Linked DNA regions of Mus musculus: regions 1, 3, 4 and 5 are each linked to region 2. The links are chromatin contacts, called in public HiChIP or PLAC-seq and promoter capture Hi-C maps. All regions are on one chromosome and are shown on one strand. The core of a region is the stretch at or near the end of the contact, and the rest is flanking DNA. Distances in the headings are between cores, read along the strand shown. Region 1 overlaps Msi2 (musashi RNA-binding protein 2). Region 2 holds the start of Akap1 (A kinase (PRKA) anchor protein 1). Region 3 overlaps Msi2 (musashi RNA-binding protein 2). Region 4 overlaps Msi2 (musashi RNA-binding protein 2). Region 5 overlaps Msi2 (musashi RNA-binding protein 2).

Region 1 (3,408 bases), core at 705-3,204, 350 kb before region 2:
TGTTTCTGTGGTCCAAGTGTTTTCCTAGCTGCTTGATGCCACCTTAGCTGCACTGGAAGCTCCCAGTGATGCAGGGCTACTGACGTGCTGTACTGTGGCTATGGAGAGACCACATCCTAGGACCTCATGGTACCAGAGAATTAACTCTCCTACATGAAACTTTGTCTAAACATGCACTCTAATGAGCCTAAACCAGCTCTCAGAATAGAAAAAGAAAACAGAAGAGGGGGATTAAGGGCCCTACATGGGAGGAGCATAGATCAGAAGACTCCTCTAAGGTCCCAGAATTCCTTCAGCCTAGTGCGACTACAAGCTATGAGCACCACAGTCCACAAGGGGCAGTGTGGCACCTCCCATCTACCCCTCCCCAGGAGCTCTGGCCAGGTGCTCAGAGGATACTGCCAACTTGCACACTGGCTCCAAAGAGTCTGAGCCCTTCTTAGTGACCGGCTCCAAGGACTAAGCTGCTGCCTTTGGCTAAAGGACAGGGGCGGTGGAGGCAGAAGAATGCAGCCCCGCCCCTTCCCCACAAGGTGTATCAGCCACTCAGAACAATCTGGAAGACTGGAATTGAGAAACGGGGACTGATGGAAACATTTAACCAAAGTTCTTTGGGGAATGTGCCCAATTCTGTCCCGCAGAAACAGAACACCATGGGCTGCTCTCAAAGCTCACGGTCATCCTGGGCCTGAGACATCTTGAAACCTGAGTTCTATTCCAAATACTAGCACTCTGTCTCTTTGCCTTGGAGAACCCAGGACACTGGAGTGAGCTAACTTACCCCAACTCCGGGTTTTTCTCCCCTGCAAAGGCCATCCCACACTCTTCCTGGAGGGAGGGTGGCTGTCAAAGGCCTCCGAACTCTCCAGGTTCCAATGAGAGGGTACCTATCGGATTCCTACCTGAGGGGATCTGAGAGGCTGAACAGAAGCTTCCAGCCAAGACGGAGCCTTTCGGCCTAATTTACTTGGCAAACTCCTCAGGTGTCAACAACAGTCCTAAACATACTGAGTTTAGGAGAACAAAAGAGAGATCGCTAGTGTCTGTGGCTGGACATTCTAAACAAGCAAGATAAAGGACTAGGAGCTACTGAGTGCCAGGATGCTTCCACATGAATGTTCTACGGTCAGCAGGGTGACTCCCTCCTTGGAGCTGGTTTTGTGCGTTGCACTTCCTTGTGCTAGTGTCAGAAGCTGTGGGACCTTGGGTGCGCTGGGTAAGGGCTCCACTTCTAAGCTACACCTTCAACAGTTACCAGTTAGAGGAAAGAGCTTGCCCACGGATCTCCATGGTCTTTGATCTTTCTGTCCAACTTGCTCTTGGTCTGGCGCGTACTTGTGTCCCAGAGGCAGATGCTAGGGGCACCGTCATTTAGATGTCAAGGCAACACAACTCGTTCCTGAGCTTCCACCAGTTGGGCATTCTAATTACCCCTGCTGTACCTATCTGCTCACCCAGTTCCTCTTCCTTCCCAAAACAACAATGCCCATTTGCCTACTCCCCTCAAGAGATGCTTGGCCTTACAAGAAGATTCGCTTGCTGCTCTGTTTCTTACAAAGTCTTCACCATCTGCAGAATGGGGCTATCCCAGAACAAAAGTCAACCCCACCCCAAGATCCTGGCTCCAATGTCCCCATGTCTTCCCTCATCCCAAGCATATAAAGGTGAACACAAGGTTGGATGATAACAAGGACAGACAGGACTACGTGGTGGCGGTATCTGGCATAGTCTCCGGCCTACGGTGGGCTCCTCAGGATACTGTGGGGTGCTTCATGCATTAGGGAAGGGGAATGGTTTAAGAGTTGAAAGAAGACGAGCCAAAGCTGGCTGAGTCCCTTGGGGCTCATAAACCACAGCACTTCTGGAAGAACCTATGGGCGCGGTACCAGCTGGCCTCACTGGGCCCGGGCCGTGAGTTTTTCTGGCCAATTTGGAATTCCAAAGTTCATGCTTGGAAGTCCAGAGGCATTTGGCTCCAGTTCAGGGGAGCTTCTTCCCTGCTGAGTAGACCTGCTCTCTCCTCTGTCCTGTCTCCCTCCCACCTTCAAAGCACTTGCTCCCAGCAGCCCCAGCCCCCCTCACCTCCCTGCCTGACGCTCTTCTCCAAGTGGCTCGTTCTCTCTCTCTCTTTGAGTTCATCAGACACCCAGAGATGACATCCAAACCCTCTTTTGATAGAAGAGTGCTATCCAGACCCCAGAAGCCATGCAGTCTGCCCAAGGCCACTCACAGCCAGTTGGCAGTAGAGCTGGGACCAGAAACCAAGGCTCTTAATGGCCCTTAATGGCTCTGATGACACATAACTGAGCACGAAGCTAATACAGAGACTGCCTCCGGCCTGGCCAGCTCCTGCCAGTGCTTCTTCCAAGAAGCTCCCCCGGGAAGGGCATGTGGAGCCCTAGGCCAGTACATCAGGTTCCCTCTTGCCATGTTTACACGCTGCCAGCTTCACTGGGCCACCATTTTTTGCAGGATCTGAACAGAGTCATGTTTGCCTCTGGAAAAGCGCAAGGCACACATACTGTACACAACCCTCCCCTACCCCAATCACCTTGGATGAAGAATCAGCAAAGCTCTGGTCCATATACAAAACCCCCATAAGCTATGACATGACAGTAGTTAAGAAGGAATTAAAAAAAAACAAAAAAAAACCAACCTTGCCAAAGGAGAGGCAATTTCAGCCCATTGCTGATTATCTTTCATTATTCCACTGAGCTTCCGCAGATGCTAAAGGAGGCGGATGTTTAGGATGTATGGAAATATCATTTCCTCCTGGGACAAGGAGGAGGGAGGTGGGGTGGCTATATACACAAATGAGTTTTCCCCTGTTTTTTTTTTTCCTCCGGTAAGCCTAGTACTACCCTCAGGAGAAAGGAGGCCCACTCTGGGAACAGCTTGATCATTGGGACAAATGAAGGTGGCTTAGGCTGCTGCTCTGGGCTCCTTCCTTTGGGCTCTCTCTATTTACTCCTCCCCCCCCCCCCCACACACACACACTTGCTAGGGACCCACCATGAGCCTGGCACAGAACTGGGGATTGGCAGGAGCGCCCATCTACTAATAACATGATAGACAGGCAAAAACAATACCAATGAGGCCCTGGGCCACACAAACAAGAGGATGGGAGCAGAAGGAGGGAAATATAGCTCAATGGTCCAGGTGGGGAAGGAACAAGTTAGCTGGCAGGCCCACAGACGGCTGCTGGTGTAGGGATGGATATGTGGAGTGTGGAAAGGCAGAAAGCTCCAAGCAAGGGTACAGCTCACTTAAAAAGACCGTGTTGACATAGCGTATAGTATGTTCTATCTGGGTTGGCGAAACCTGGGCATGTGGGGAGGCAGACATATGGAATACCCATGCTGAAAGACCTTCCTTAGGCTTTCTTCTAGAGGGCCACAGGGCCACAGG
Region 2 (3,539 bases), core at 189-2,688:
CGACCTTACCGGTTTGAGAAGCCTCCACTCTCACCTGGAGCGAAGTCCACCGGGTTTGTGTTAACCACAGCCCAAGGGTGGAAAGGTACTAGTTGCTCGAGGCATTTCCCGGAGGGAAAAGGTCCGGTTAGGCACAGGGCGTCTCAGAGGTCCCTTCTGCACAGCCCCTGACTATCAGCACCTTCCCTCCCGGAGAAAGGAAACAGGAAAAGATAGGACACAGCAGTAGTTGACACCAGAATGTAGGCTCCTTTACGCGTATGGAGGCTTCTCTACGCAGGTTTTTACCTATAACCCTGGCAAAGTCCCCCCATGACCCCTGCAAAGTCCCTCCAGATCACTGTCCTGGGACGGAAAGAAAGGTGGGGCGCGACACGTGACCCTGGACCTCCCCACCCCCGCAAGAAGTCAGCGGGCACCTCTAGCTAGAGGTCTCCCACCTCTTAGGACATGCTTATGGGGCCACAAACTCTAATTCCCTTCGGACACCCAAGCTCACGACCTCCGGATCCTAATTGGTCTTATGGTCTCTCCACCGCCAAAAGGTTTGGGACCTGTCTTGCATCCCATTCTCCCCGCTACAACGGCAGAGTCCGCTCCAATAATTCGCGGCACTGAACTCCAGGAATTGTGTCTTCCTGCTCCGGTTTGCCACCACTGCCGGGCCAACCCAGAGTCAACTGGGCCCAGCAGTTAGAAAGTTAGGAAGGGAAGGGGTCCCCAAGGACCTCCTCTCCCGCCTTGGGCACTGGGTCCTTGGCAGAGACCGCCCCAGTGCCTCCTCTCCACGCGTAAACTGGGTACACACGACCTTTGAAAAGTAAACGCTAGCGAGACTAGACGACCTTGGTTGGGACGCGCTCGGGCAGGCTACCCAGAAGGGTGAGCCAGCATTGGGAAAGTTGAGGCGCACCGGAGCGCCCGGGGAATTGCGCCCTCACCTCCATCCTAGAGGCCAGTGACGTGAGGGGGGATGGGAGGGGAAAGCAGCGGCTTAAAGCAGCGCCCCGAGCTCAGCGCACGCGATCTGTCAGCAGCAGCCCTGGGACCGGGAAAGACCAGCGGGGCGCGCGGGTCATCAAGGCACAGACCCGCCCGCTTGACAGCAGGCGCGGTGCACAAGGCTCTCGGTCCCCGGAGTACCTGGCGCGCGCGTCGCACCCTGCACCTGCACCCCAGGCTCCCCATCACCCCAACTCGTTCTCTCTCCGGGCCCGGCGGGCGGGTGCCCGTGCCAGCCGTCACTTACCTGCTCCTGGGCGACCGTCTAGGCACTCAATCCTCCCGCCACCGCCCCCTGGCCCCCCACCTAGTCCAGCGGCCCTGCCCCGCAGCGCTGCACGGCGCTTCGGCCGCTCCCCCACGTGCTAGCCCAGGCCGGGCGAACACAGAGACATTAAATACTGAGGACGCGCAACGACGTGCCCGCGGCGCGACGCAAGGCCCCGCCCCTCGCCCTCGGCTCCCTGGCGTGCCCCCCTCGCCCGCTCGCTCTCCTGCGCGTGCGCGCCATCGGCCGCTCCCTCCCCCGACTTGCGCGCGCCTCTCTCCCAGCTGCGCCAAGAGGGGCGCGGTCAGGAGCTCTCCGCTGACATCCCGGAGCTGTACGGGCCCGCCTTGCTGGCGCTCTCGCGAGAGTAACAATATTCACGGCGGGCATGGGAGATGGCCCCTACGTCCCACACTCGGGCTGGGGTGGGTTCCTGGTGTCTGAGTGCTCGGCACAATGAACTTGGCTCGCACGGGGTCTCTGCTTCTTCTCCGGGGAGAGGTGTCAGGCAGGTTCCTGCCTTGGGATGGTGCCTCTCCTGGAAAAGGTTGCTGAGGCTGGTGAGGGACGATGCTACATTGTTCCCCTTGCCTAGGAATCTGGCTTTCCCGTAACCTTGCGAGCATAGCATAGCTTTTCGAGTATAATAGGTGGCCATTGGTTGATCAGTAATGTGGATACTGTGTAGCCCTCAAGGGCAAGTTGATTTCTCATTTTCGCAACTTTAGTGATGTCGAAGGGGCTTTTCTCTAAATGATCTGGGGTTTTGCAAAGTTTGCCTTCGAAGAAATGGTCACCATGAGTCACTGCCTCCCCCAACGACTTGAGAAAACCAAACTACCTGCAGATAATTGTATCCGACGGAGGTTCCACTTGCCAACCAGCCCAGCTCTGATCCTTAAAACCTAGGCACTTTCCTTTACTTGCTTATTTATTTTGATATTCTGAGACTGTGTCTCATGTCTCACGGCCTCAAGCTGGGAAGTTCTAGGTTGACCTTGAACTCCTGATCCTCCTGCCTCCACCTCCCTAAGTGTTGGCATTACAGGGCACTTTCAGTGCACATTTTTTGAACGAAATATAGGAAAGGTACCATACTAAGAACCAACCATTACTTGGGAAAAATCTTCACTGGTGATCAAATGTGAATTTTAAGTTTTAAAAAGAGACTATGCATACTGAATATAATTTTGAGTATCTACTGTCTAACTCATTTATTTCTTTTTCTTTTTTTTTTTTTTTTTTTTTTTTGGTTTTTCGAGACAGGGTTTCTCTGTGCAGCCCTGGCTGTCCTGGAACTCACTTTGTAGACCAGGCTGGCCTCGAACTCAGAAATCCACCTGCCTCTGCCTCCCAAGTGCTGGGATTAAAGGCGTGCGCCACCACGCCCGGCTTCATTTATTTCTTGAGCCAGCACTTGGAAAGCTGAGGGAAGATTACCACAATTTCAAAGCACCCTGGGCTACAGAGTTGAGATCTCAAAGTACACAGCCCAAATTGTTTTTAAAGATTATTTTTATGCATATGAGTGTTAGCTGCATACATGTATATTTATCATTCGGGTCCCTGGTGCTTGTGACGGCCAGAAGAGGATGTTGGAGCCTCTTGAACTGGAGTTCCAGACCAGTTTAAAGCCTCCACAGGAGGCTGGGGACTGAACTCTGGTCCTCTGGAAAATTGGATGGTGCTCTTGCCACGGAACCATCTCTCTACCACCACCCCGCCACCCAAATTTAAGTCCCACCATACCTGTTCTGTAAATAATAGTGGATTAGTGACTGACTGTGGCGTAAGGGAACAAACAAGACGCAATTAATTCACTTGAGACTAGATACTGAACTAATGACCCATCACTCAGTGACTCTGGCGGGTGTTAAAGGGAGAGGGAGGCTCACTCACGTTGTGGTTAAGAAAAGGACAACAGAGAGACTGGCGAAATGGCTCAGTGGGTAAGAGTACTGATTGCTCTTCCAAAATTCCTGAGTTCAAATCCCAGCAACCACATGGTGACTCACAACCATCTGTACTGAGATCTGACGAACTATTCTGGTACATCTGAAGTCAGCTACAGTGTACTTATGTATAATAATAAATAAATCCTTGGGCCAAAGCAAGCAGGAACCGAGCGAGCAGAGGTCCTAAAAACTCAATTCCTAACAACCACATGAAGGCTCACAACCATCTATACAGCTACAGGGTACTCACATACATAAAATAAATAAATCTTTTTTTAAAAAGGAAGGAAGGAAGGAAGAAGAAAGAAAGAAAG
Region 3 (3,874 bases), core at 1,046-3,545, 490 kb before region 2:
CACCATGTGGGTGCTGGGAACAGAACTCAGGTCCTTTGCAAGAGCAGCCAGTGTTCTTAACTGCTGAGCTATCTTTCCAGCCCCTACCTGGTGAACTTCTTTTTGTGTTTCAAGGCTTCGTTTGGTTATTACATGCTACGGTCTGAAATTCTCATCTGCTAGGTATTAGGGGGTGGGGCCCTTGGGAAGTGAGTAGGCATGAGGATGGAGCCCCCTTAGTGAGATTAGTGCCTTTATAAAGGAGAATCCAGGGCTGGAGAGATGGCTCAGCTGGTAAGAGCACTGACTGCTCTTCCGAAGGTCCCGAGTTCAAACCCCAGCAACCACATGGTGGCTCACAACCACCTGTAATGAGATCTGACGCCCTCTTCTGGTGTGTCTGAAGACAGTTACAGTGTGCTTATGTATAATAACAAATCAATCTTTGGGCAAGCAGCAACTGAGTGAGTGGGGCCAACCGGAGCAATTAGATGTCCTAAAACTTCAATTCCCAACAACCACATGAAGGCTCTCAACCATCTGTTCGGCTATAGTGTACCTATATACCGATAAATAAATATTAAAAATAAAATAAAAAATAAAAGAGAATCCAGGGCCAGCAAGCCAGCTCTGCAGGACACGGCACTTGCTGAGCTGGCCTAGAAATCTGAGTTTAACCCCTAATGTTCATCTATGGTGGGAGGAGAATTACCTACAACATAAAGCTGTTCGCTGACCTCTACACACTCTGTGGCAGGCATGCTCCACCACATCATGTACAGACATACACATACATAATAAATACTCACCTTAAGAAAACAAGACAGAATCCAAAGAGTTCGATAGTCCCATGCCCCACCCTCACAAAGGGAAGATACAACAAGAAAACAGGCATCTGTGGACCAGGAAGTAGTCCTCACCATCACAGTGAATCTACAGGTAACTTGACCTTGGACTTGCCAGCACCTACTCCTTAGGGAATAGTTAGCCCCAGGTTATGGTGTTGTCACTGTAGCAGGAATAGGCAAGGACTGCCCTTCACAACAGCTCTCCAAGTACCATCAATGGCTCCCACTATGCTCACTGCTCCTGTGCCTGCCACTATTGGAAATGCCCAAGCTGGTCACACACAGGATGCGTCTGTAAGCTCTGAGCTCACTGCCCAGTGTCTCTCTGTGTTCTGAAACTCTCTGGGGCAGGTGCCGGCGGTTACACCATGCTGTTTTTCAGCAACCAGAGAGACAAGACTCAAGGAATCCAGACTAAGCTAGACTCAGGGAAAGAAGTTTCTTTGTGGCTTGGGTGGAAGGAGTAGTGGATACATCTTGGTCTCCTGCACGGGCTGATCCCAGAAGTCATGAAATACCGGATCCGCAGGCCCCATGTGACAGTCTAACCCCCTTTCATACTCTGAGTAATTCTTGTTGTTGTAATTTTGTTTTCTACACTGCAGGCTTTCTCTTGGTTTTACTAATAAAAATCAAAACTGAAGGCCTAGGAAAGGTGATAAGGTTCCCTTATGGCGAAACTCAAAGGGGACTTTAAGGCAGGTATCTGAGAAGGTGTAGGAGAGCTGAGGGCAGCAGGGGGAAGAGATGGAGGTGGTAGGTACCAGTTCTCAGCTCACAGGGAATAAAGTACACACTTGTAGCCTCTTTCACTGTTAACCCTGCCTGCTCCCACAGACCCCTCAGCAAACCTGTGAGGCAGGGTGACCACTGTCTCTATTTAGTAGGTTTCGATAGGTAAGGGACACTGAGGCCCAGTGTCTATGCAAACTAAGAAAGGACCTCACCTCTCAGCTTTCTGCAAAGCCAGCAGCGTGTAGTATGGGGTGTGGGCCTGTGCACACGCCCGTGTGTACGTGTATGTCTGGTGTGACTGTGGGGAGCTGAGCACTCACTTTGTTGCATCCTCTCATTTATGCAGAGCAGCTTCAAGAGGCACAGAAAGCTGATCGCAAGTGAAACCCCCAATTCCTGTCAATTCAGATTGCTCCAATTCATTTCTGCAAATGTTTATTAAGTGCCTATTAGGCAGTGTGCTCCGCTTTCATCTGGGAATAGAGTCAACTCTTGATTTTCCATGCCAGCGAGGATCGCTCAGTGATACTGCACACCCACAGGTCCCCACAAACCTCCCTCCAGTCCTGGCTGGATTTGGGGTGTGCTGTCGACTTTCAAAGTGGCAGATCTGCTTCCTGACTAAGCTTGCCTTTAATATTCAAATGAGAGGATAAATCCCAAGTACACAGAGGGCCAGGTGGCCGTTGGGCTGGCCTCTGGGAGCTGGCTTGTCATTTAAAAGCGCCTCTGTGAAGAGGTAATCTCTAGAGAGGAATGGGGAGGGGGAGGGCAGAGACGGGTTACAGGGTTGATGCACAAGGCAATTCCTTATAAGGCCACACCCCGCTTATATAGCCTTGGCCCCACCCAGGTGAGTGAATCTTCAGCTCCATCAATCAACCTAGGAGTGTAACCTCCCACCCTGACATTTCAGGATCTGCTTCCTATCTGGTGAGAGGCTCACCCCTACTCACAGAGCAAGGAGCCAGGTAGAGCCAGACAGGTCACCACACCGAGTACCACAAAGGTCCCCTGTGTGAATATGTCTGGGATGGGATAAGGTGAGGGTGAGGAAGAACCCTTACAGACAGAAGCAGGATGGAGGCGACAGGAGCTTAGGCTGACACTGAAGGCCTGGGCTTTCTGATTTGTGAGTTCTGAGATTCCACCAGGACAGCGCTGAAATGGCCTCTCTTGGCCCAAGGCTCTGAAGACTTGTCCAGAGAGAATAGAACAGGAGACCAGTGTGGGATTCAGTCCTGAGTGCGGGCCCAGGGCTTCCTTTTCTGAACAGGGACAACCTTGAGAGTCTCTGTCACTATGGTGGGCCCGAAGAAGGGCACAGAAAGGCCACAGGGCTACCCCCTTGAAGCAGCTCAGTACCACTCTAGATAGAACAGGTATTTGGAGAGAGTGTTATCTGCTTTTCTGGAAACTTGGCAAAAGTACTGTTCTCTGGGCAGACCTGGCAGCTGGTGTAAGTCACAGCCCTGTGCCCATAGCCAGGGTTCTTCCCCCAGCCTGCCCATTTGAGGAATACTATCTCCTGGATACTCAAGATGCTTACTCTGCCTCTGTAGGCTGTGACTGGCCACTAACTCGTCCTTGTTCAAAGCCTCAATATCTTCAACCAATGTCACCTAGCAGCAGCTCTGCTGACAAAAGGTTATTTGAGGTCCTCTTCAAATGAACAGGGCCTCTCTGAGCTAAGCTGCCTCACCTCAGACCACCTCCTAATGAGCACTATTCAGCCAGCACCAGGGACTGGCGCTGGACAATAACTAGGAACGAAGAGGGGTTTAGTGGCTGTGAGTCCTGACGAGCCATCCCAAGGGTAACTAAGCCTCAGGTGTTCCAAGGCTGGCACCCTCAAAAGCCAATCGCCATTGGTCACAGTGGCATCAGAGACCCGATCTCTCTCCATTGCTAAAGAGGCAGGGAACACACTGGCAACTTCTAGCCCCAGCTGCTGGAGAAGGGTCTCCCCAGCCTGGGACCTACACAGCCCCTCTCCTTCTTACACACAGTAGCTCAGGAGGGGAGGCATCAAGGCCGGGTTACAGGATGCTGGGTTGGCTCTCCCGACAGCCTGGAACACTGCAGATAAGGTAGTCAGTCAATGAGATTTTGGGCAGTTGGTGCTATGTTAACCTTTACTGTCCTTAGTAGTGCTGGAAGATCCCAAAGAGCCACCTGCCAGCCTGTGACAAGGGAGAGGAATGTAGCTGAGAAGGTAAAACTGAGGCGATGGGGTGCAGACAGGAGGGGACAGCCTTCTGGACTCACTTTTGACGCTTCTATTCTGCCCTTTGCACACCCTAACCCGCTAT
Region 4 (3,821 bases), core at 204-2,703, 460 kb before region 2:
AACAACAACAAACAAACAAACAAACAAACCATTTCTGGAGACAGCCAGGACCCAGTCACAGGGCTCCCAGCATAAAAACAACAGGTCCCTTTTTTGGGGGGGGTCCTGCCTGCTCTGCCCCTCCTTAGCCCTCTAGAGCCCAATCTGATGCTATTTCTTTCACACAATCATTCCCAACTCCAGCTTCCAGAATTAATTTCCTCACCACTTATAGAATTAATTTCATTCACTGTTTCCTCTGCTTAGTGTTTTTATTAAAACCAGCGACGGCAAAGTGAAGTAGGTCATAAACCACTAATACTGAGCACCGAGCAAGGAGGGGTAGCGTGTGGACACAGAGAGGAATACGAGGACACGCGACTCTTCTCTCGGGAGTGCTCAGAGTCTGGGTGACAGGTGGAGAAGAGCCAGAGTTTCCAGTCGCCAGTGCTTCTTGAGACCTGTCCCCTAACAAGGGCACCCTAGTCCCAGGGCAGGCTGAGCCTCATGTGTCAGAAAGTCCAGCTCCCTGCCGTGGTTCAGCTCTACCTTTGGGCTCTGGGGTTGAGCAGAGCTAGCTTCTCTGCACTCAGACCCCTCTCATCTGTAAGGCAGAGCCTGTCAGTAGCACCTCTCCCATTGGAGTAAAACCTACACAAAGCCCTTGCCCTAGAGAAGACTGCAACACCCTGCTATGTGCAGAACCTACAGGAAAACCTCTGAAGATAAATAAAGCCAGTTCATACCTGTGCTCAATTTGATTCCAAAGTACAAGACATAGAGCCGCTGCCCCTCCCTCCTGCAGGACAGTTCCACCCCTAACCCCCATCCCCCAACCAGGTAATCCCAGCTCCCTGCATTCATCAGCAAGGTGTGCTAGGGGAGCTGGCAGGCTGTACTATTTGAGGAAATAGCTGACGGCAGTAACACCAGCTGTTCTTCTTTCTGCGGGCACCTGCAAGGGCATTTCAAAGTGAAGAGGAAGCTTGGCCCCCGGCAGGTGTCCAAAGCTGGGTGTAAGACAGAGTGGGTGTCTACCCCAGCCCAGAGTCTCAGCTTCTCTTAACCAGGCAGCAGTCTCCCTGTAGAGACAACAAAGGAAGGTGCCCTTTCGGCAGCAGCCTGGAGCTCCGTGGATATGGGGTGGAGCAGCTGCAGGAAGAGGTTAAAGAAAGGACCCCGAGACAACAATCCTGGAGTAGACACAGGAGGGCTTCTGGGTGCTCCCCTCGCAAGAGTTGTGGGGGCCACACCAGCTGAGCAGGTGTGGAAAACCCACAGGTTCAGTGTCCTGCCCCCATTCCCTCTCCATCACTGGACTGACTAGAGGACCCACCAAGGGCAAATGGGAAGAGACTCTGACTGGGAGGTTGCCTCCCTGCAGGCTAAATTACTTCTGCCTGAAGAGTAGCACATTTTTCCCACACACCATCCCCATTTCCCCCTCTACTTCTCCCAGGCTTCCCCCAGCTCACAAACTGTTTGGCTCTCATTAGCAGAGCCCGTACACAAACGGTCGTGTGCACACAGGCGTGTGTGATGTGTAGGGCTCGGGATCTCTCCCTCTCCCACGTAAACACGGGATTCGTTTATTAAATGCCTCTCTGCCATTTCCTTTTTTGCCTTCATCCTGCTTGTTTAATATTGCATTTGACATTCTCATTTTATAAATGGCAACAGAAGCAGAATGGATAGCTAAAATTAGCTGACGGGGTGGGGGAGCCGCCGCAAATAGCATCGTGAGCACAGAAGCCCAGTTAATTCCAGCCACCCACCCCCACACTTTTGGGCTGGTTCCTGACTGAGCTTTCAGTCTTTGGCTGTGAGGACGACGCCTGAAGGAGAGGGTGAGGGGAGTGTCACCAGGCATTCTGCCAGATGCAAGGCGCAGATGCTGACCCTCGCCTCAGGGAGGTTCCAAGGGCCAGCTTGGCCCAGCACTGTGGTTCTGATTTGGAGAGGGCAACTCAGCTCTCTCCTGTCCCTGCTGTGCCTTGCTCATCAGCGTTACACTATAAGGCTTGGCTCCCCAAGTGTGCTCTAAGCTAAAGAGGGTAGGCTGCAGACCACAGCGAGCTTTGCTACTGGAAGCGAGCGCTCTGGAACCTGTTCAAAGAACCATTCAGTCAAAGGGTCTGATTCAGCTTTTCTGGGACCTAAAGAACCCCGTGTCATGGGGTTAGAGAGATGGTCAGAGGATCGGAGTTCCCAGCACCTGTCAGGAGTCTCACAGTGGTCTTTAACTCCAGCTTTTGGGAACCCAATACCCTCCTCTGGCTTCTGCAGGCAACAGAAAATAAAATATAATCTTTTTTTTTTTGGCTTTTCGAGACAGGGTTTCTCTGTGTAGCCCTGGCTGTCCTGGAACTCACTTTGTAGACCAGGCTGACCTTGAACTCAGAAATTCGCCTGCCTCTGCCTCCCAAGTGCTGGGATTAAAGGTGGGCACCACCATGCCTGTCAAAATATAATCTTAAAAATAAATAAATAAATAAATAAAATCCCATCTCAGGTCTCTGCTGCTTACTTCAGAGGTTACATCCCTCTCATCTCTGAGGAACCACCTTTAGTTAAGCACCGGAAGTACCTACCTCCCACGGGGACTCATGAACCAGTCCTTCCCTAAGGATCTCATATTTGCTCAATCAAAATGATTCTGAGAACGATGATTATGATGACATTAAAAAGATGGAACACTATGACAGAGCATGGCATGGCCTGGCTCTGCTCCCATCCTTACATAAGCCTTCATCTCTGCAGTAGTTACCTGTAGGTCCCACTCTTAAGAAGAGGGGACAAACACAGACGTTAACTTGTCCAAGGTCATGAAGCTAGTGTGTGTCAGTGCACTGGACTGTGAGATGCCCAGCAGGGGAGGGTCATGGTGCCATGACAGGGAGGCACAAGGGGTGGACCGCATTGCCCTCTGACCATTGCTCCTTTCTCTGCCTCATCATGGTTGGATGCTCTCCTATGCATGAAGTCACTCTGACAGACACTGCTTCCTCAAGCCCCATTGTCTGTTGGTGGCACCCTCTCTTTCTCTGCTTCACAAAGCACTATTCTATGATAAGCCTGACTTGATCATTCAGTTAAACCCCTTTCCTCAGGACCCCAGAGGCAAGCATCACTCAGAGCTCCACTTGCTCTGAGCCAGTTGAGGCTTCAGTTGCAGATGATGGTCAGTAGGCCAAATCCAGCTGGCTGCATCCTGGTTTTGTAAATTAGGTTTTATTTGAACACAGCCACGCCCACTCATTTCCATACTGTCTGGGGCTGTGTTTGGCCACAATGGCGGGTGTTGAATAGCTGTGACAGAGACCATATGGTCCTCCAAGCCTCAAATATTTACTATCTGGCCCTTTATAGAAAGCTTGGCCCTTGGCTTAGGCCAAACAGAGGTCACTTGCTGTCACCTGCTGTCACTAAGAGTGTTTTCAGGAGAGCTGAATTCCTGCCAGCCTTTACAAATGTGACCACAGAGTAGGTAATGCCTCTGGGACCAGGAAGAGAACCAGGGAGGGCTTCCTCTGAGCTGCAGAGGGATGAAGCAGGTACAGGTAGATGGCGGAGGATCACACAATGTCCAGTAGTGAGTCTGGGCTTCTGTCTCTGATTCCAAAGCTCTCAGTGTCTCTAAATGACCCAGCAGGTCCTCATATGGTGACAGAAGGAGCTAACCCTTTCCTCTCATCGGTATGCCTCATAGTAAGGTCATAGCAGAAAGGCATGCTTCTGCAGAGAGGGTTCCTGGGAGTTTTCAGGGCTAACTGACCTTTTTGGCCTACTGACCTTTTTCTGCCGAGAAAGAGACTGGCAGGTGATGCTGAGGGGACTAGCCT
Region 5 (3,858 bases), core at 534-3,033, 380 kb before region 2:
TTCAGGACTTTTTATGAAATCTACAGAACATTACAAATACAGAGCGCATTGGGGGTGGGGGAGAGGAAAGTGCTTTCCATTGCTAAAGTAATAGTTGCTCAAATAGAGAATGTTTATGGGGGGGGGAACCAAACCCCAAAATCCCCTCAACTTGGCATAATCTTAGTTAACAGATGTGTAGTTTCCTTTGGGGGGGGGGAAGAGGAGAGGAAGGAGAGAGTGGGACCCAGAAGAAGGGAGGGAGAGATTATATTGTATCATTTGCTGTATAAATGACATTACAATATAGCAAATACTTCACCCAGGTCAATACAATGTGACAGCTTGACAGTGTTCCACAGTGCAAGAGGCCACAGCGAAGGTCCCTTCTAATGTACATTCAGTTCATTAGGTTGTAGACAGCAGGCTTCAGAACCCTCACTCTGATGGGCTGGACTCTGCTCTCTAAAACTTGTCGGTTAAAGTCCTAGTTCCGAGTTCCATGACTGGGTGACTACTCTTTATTTTTATTTTTTAAAATATTTAAAAATTTTAGGTGCACACACGTGTGTCCGTGTTTATTTGCAATAAGTCGGTGGGTGCCTGTGGACACCAAAAGGTGCTGGATCCTGGGAAACTGGAGTTTTGCGTTGTCTGATGTGGTTGCTGGGAAAACCCAACTTGGATCCTCTGCGAAAGCAGTTAGTGCTCTTAACCACTGAGCCATCTCTCCATCCCAACTGGATCTTTAAAGCCAACAACATTAAGATGAGTTCATTAGGGTGGACCTTAATCCCATCATATGGACTGTGTCCTCAAATGAGGACAAAGACACAGACAGGGGCTGAGGAACCAACAAGGCCAATGAGGCTAACAAGACCTCAGTAGGCACCAACCCTACCACCACACAATCTTGGGCTTCTGGCTTCCAGGATAAACAGACACGAGAAAACTGTAATTTGTTTGTTGAAACTCTCCAGTCTCTGGTGCTTGGTGGTGGCTGTCCTAACACCCTGGTATACCAATGCTAGGGCTCTTTCAAGGCAATCAAGAACAGAAGTACCCAGGCGGGCATCTGTCTTTCTTCTCACATACCCTGCAACTCTTGGCCATTTCTAACTGTAGGATTCCACACAGATCTCAAGAAACAAGAGACGGCTCCACAATCCACTCCTTTCATTTGTAGATCTAATCCTTTAGGTCACAAGACCCGCCTTTACCCTCAAGAAGGCTTGCTATGCCAGGGTGAATCGGGTGTTTGCTTCATGGATTCTGGACTCAACAATGGTGGCCGAAATGCAAACCAATACAGACTGTGAGCCAGAGCACTCTGTGCTTGGAGCAGGCTGGGTGTGTATGTGGCTGGGAAGATCTTAGCACTCTGTTATGCTCAAAGGCTCCTGAGGGCCAGCTAAGCCACCCGAGGGAGAATCACAGGCCACCCGTCCCTCACTCCTTCTGCGTGAAACAGTGAAGTGAGGATTAAAATGGAGCCTCTGGGCAAACTGAACTTATTTTTCTAGATCCTATCACAGACGACAGAGGAGAGAGCAAAGTCCAGGCAAGAACAGGGAAAAGGCAGGCAAGCCAGACTGGAAGAGATCTGTCTCACTTAAAAATCCCTTCTGGAGGCAGGGCCCCCTTTGTTGCTAAGCAACCCAGGCTGAACAAACAGGCTCCTGGGGCCTCCCCCTTCTGGTGCCCCCCCACTCCTGCAGTCATTTGCTGTGAAGAGGGTATCCTTATATGTAGGGAGCTGTACCCCCCCCCCTTTTCTCCCAGGCACCAGCTGGCAGGAGAGGCAAAGCTAGTTTGAGATCACTTGAACAGGGCCTCCTTCTCTGGGCTCTTCCTGTTCCCATGCTTTGGCGGGCTTCAAGAGTCCCCCCAGACACCTGCTGAGGCCATACGCCTCCCATACACCACCCAAGCAAATCACCAGAAGATCAACCGGTGTGTTTGTACACAGAGCAGTCACACTCTGGCATATGGCATCTCAGACTGAGACCTTGGGATGCCAGAAGAATTCAGATGCCTGGGGCGCGGGTGTAGGTTGGGGGTAAGACCTGCTGCGGGTGCAGGTAAATGCGACATCTGCTTCTTTGCACCCATCTCCACACTGTCGGAGATGTCTGCCAAATCTTGATTTTTAACTGAAAATGTCTAACAGCGAAGAAAACAGCCTCCCTCCTGTGTTGGCCATGTTTTGGTACTGAAATTCAGATGCCCGTAGGAAATAAATATTTTGAATTAAAAAAAAATCTCCCCCCCAAAAAAGCCATGTCTTTCAGCGGTGCGTAATTGGCTCCCTGCTTCTCCTGGCTAAGTTTGTCTGTTTTCTTCTGAAGCCTCCGCATTCCCTCCACCCTGGTGAGCATTGGGGGAAGGATCTGTGTATGTGTGTGTTTTGGGGACAAGCATTGTTGTAGAGAATAGGGCTCTTTCCCCTGCAGCCCAGCTGTACAATGGGACTTTCGAAGACCTCCTGAATAGATAAAAGTGTCAGGGTGCAAGAGAAATTCTATTAACATTTTACAAAATATAACATCTAAGAGAGAAAGCAAAAGCACGAGATGGGAAGGAATCAATACGGGTAAGATCCAGTGCTGAGGCGTGGGGGCACTTTTCAGTGGTTGCAAACACTTATTAATTCAGAGACGCCATCAATGCAATGGAAATCTGGCAGGCCAGCAAGAGCTGAAACCAGGAGAATTTGAATACACAAAGACTGAATAGAATGAAAACCGCCGCCTCACATACGGGCCTGTTTCTCACGGTTCTCGGAGAATCAAACAGAAGCGGCTTGTGCAGGAGTCTCCTTCATGGAGTCTGGAGAAATGAGGGGCACAGCTGAGGTGACTGGTGTCAGTGCGGGAGCCAGTTAACTGGCAGCAATCTCTGCCTCCCTGTCTCACAGGAGGCCCTGTACATGGGGTCACACCTGAACCTAGCACGAAGGAGTTGGCTGTGCATCACAAGCCTTCAGGAAGGGCTGAGGAGGGACGCATGCTGGGGTTGGGGAGCTGTAAGCTGTTGTTTTCCTGACTTGGAAAAGAGAGCATCATTAACACTAGAAAATACTCCTCAAGGAACCTGGTCCTGGACCTTAGAATCAACACTTTGTGTGGGCAATGTCTGCATGCTACTGTACAGATTTCCTTGTGCCAGAGGTGGCACTGGAGGCCTAACTAGTCTTTTGAATCCCCTGAGGGAGAGAAGGGAGACGAGTAGGTGTCTCAATCTTAGGTGGCTTTGTCCCATGCCTTGGAATGAGCCTGGTCTATTTTAGAGAAAAGCTTATTCCAACCATAAGAAGTCTCTAGTAATGACCCAAATAATGGTCCACAGCTTGTGAAAAGCAAAGTCATGGAACTTTTAGGTCAAATAGCTGGGAAGGGGCTACTCTCTGCCTTTGAGCCTGGAAGGTCTAGCTTGTGTGTTTCTGCCTATGGAAGGTTCTAGTAAATCTCTCTCAACATACCAATGGAAGGAGAGCAAACTGATGGGCTCTGGGCCCATTACACATAGCAGATCTGCCCAGAGCCAGTTGGCCCACAGATCTTTCAGGCCCCTAGGATTTGTGTGTCTAGTTAACTCTCAGCTCCTAGAGGTACGTACTCCTGGCCTGTGGTCTCTTTTCCTTCCCCACCATAAACAGTGAGAGACCAGAATGAAGAGATTAAAGCTCCTGGCCAGAGGTTAGAATATTCATACCCAGCACACATGATGTCCCCCGAGGGGACTGCAGACTGCAGCAGCAATCCCTCCTCTACTTGGGTCTTCTCCTGACCACCGATCCTCTAACATCCTGAAGAGTTGAGAGTGGAACCAGGAGTGAAAAGATGACAAGGGAATGCCAATCAAGCCATCCCTGCTTTG

The links. Promoter capture Hi-C pulls out the DNA fragments that hold promoters and counts their contacts. HiChIP or PLAC-seq counts read pairs in DNA pulled down with a chosen protein or histone mark.
Region 1: a promoter capture Hi-C map of liver shows a contact between it and region 2, with 2.5 times the contacts expected there. The contact joins the enhancer-like site here to the promoter of Akap1 in region 2. A contact is called at or near these places in 6 of 39 promoter capture datasets (the C10 cell line, liver, maxillary cranial neural crest and 2 more), 2 of 115 datasets of contacts at active chromatin or transcription factors (both in bone marrow-derived macrophages) and 1 of 9 other capture datasets (adipose tissue).
Region 3: a contact with region 2 is called in a promoter capture Hi-C map of embryonic stem cells, with 3 times the contacts expected there. The contact joins the enhancer-like site here to the promoter of Akap1 in region 2. A contact is called at or near these places in 11 of 39 promoter capture datasets (the C10 cell line, cranial neural crest, embryonic stem cells and 5 more), 1 of 115 datasets of contacts at active chromatin or transcription factors (fetal liver) and 2 of 9 other capture datasets (adipose tissue and liver).
Region 4: an H3K4me3 HiChIP or PLAC-seq map of embryonic forebrain shows a contact between it and region 2, with 3 times the contacts expected there. The contact joins the enhancer-like site here to the promoter of Akap1 in region 2. A contact is called at or near these places in 4 of 39 promoter capture datasets (cranial neural crest, embryonic stem cells and liver), 5 of 115 datasets of contacts at active chromatin or transcription factors (embryonic forebrain, kidney, large pre-B cells and 2 more) and 1 of 9 other capture datasets (liver).
Region 5: a contact with region 2 is called in a promoter capture Hi-C map of neural stem cells. The contact joins the enhancer-like site here to the promoter of Akap1 in region 2. A contact is called at or near these places in 3 of 39 promoter capture datasets (embryonic stem cells, hematopoietic stem and progenitor cells and neural stem cells), 2 of 115 datasets of contacts at active chromatin or transcription factors (cardiomyocytes and kidney) and 2 of 9 other capture datasets (adipose tissue and liver).

The regions. Positions count from the first base shown.
Region 1 is chr11:88,512,402-88,515,809 of GRCm38.p6, forward strand. All of the region lies in intron 6 of Msi2 (musashi RNA-binding protein 2), which reads right to left. Among named protein-coding and RNA genes, the nearest start is that of 0610039H22Rik, 110 kb to the right of the region's middle. Within about 2 kb of position 1,955, at least 37 of the 459 cell types and tissues checked have an H3K27ac peak or open chromatin away from gene starts, as enhancers often do. A contact at or near this core is called in adipose tissue and liver, where this site is marked.
Region 2 is chr11:88,863,148-88,866,686 of GRCm38.p6, forward strand. It overlaps Akap1 (A kinase (PRKA) anchor protein 1), which reads right to left and starts at 1,439. Exons shown (of 11, transcript NM_001042541.1): 1 at 1,250-1,439. The region is part of intron 3 of 4930556N13Rik (RIKEN cDNA 4930556N13 gene); the gene reads left to right.
Region 3 is chr11:88,376,821-88,380,694 of GRCm38.p6, forward strand. All of the region lies in intron 10 of Msi2 (musashi RNA-binding protein 2), which reads right to left. Among named protein-coding and RNA genes, the nearest start is that of Mir378b, 26 kb to the left of the region's middle. Within about 2 kb of position 2,296, at least 30 of the 459 cell types and tissues checked have an H3K27ac peak or open chromatin away from gene starts, as enhancers often do. A contact at or near this core is called in embryonic stem cells and stem cell-derived epiblast-like cells, where this site is marked.
Region 4 is chr11:88,403,583-88,407,403 of GRCm38.p6, forward strand. All of the region lies in intron 8 of Msi2 (musashi RNA-binding protein 2), which reads right to left. Among named protein-coding and RNA genes, the nearest start is that of Mir378b, 53 kb to the left of the region's middle. Within about 2 kb of position 1,454, at least 97 of the 459 cell types and tissues checked have an H3K27ac peak or open chromatin away from gene starts, as enhancers often do. A contact at or near this core is called in embryonic forebrain and stem cell-derived neural progenitor cells, where this site is marked.
Region 5 is chr11:88,480,083-88,483,940 of GRCm38.p6, forward strand. The region is part of intron 6 of Msi2 (musashi RNA-binding protein 2); the gene reads right to left. Among named protein-coding and RNA genes, the nearest start is that of Mir378b, 130 kb to the left of the region's middle. Within about 2 kb of position 1,784, at least 77 of the 459 cell types and tissues checked have an H3K27ac peak or open chromatin away from gene starts, as enhancers often do. A contact at or near this core is called in neural stem cells, where this site is marked.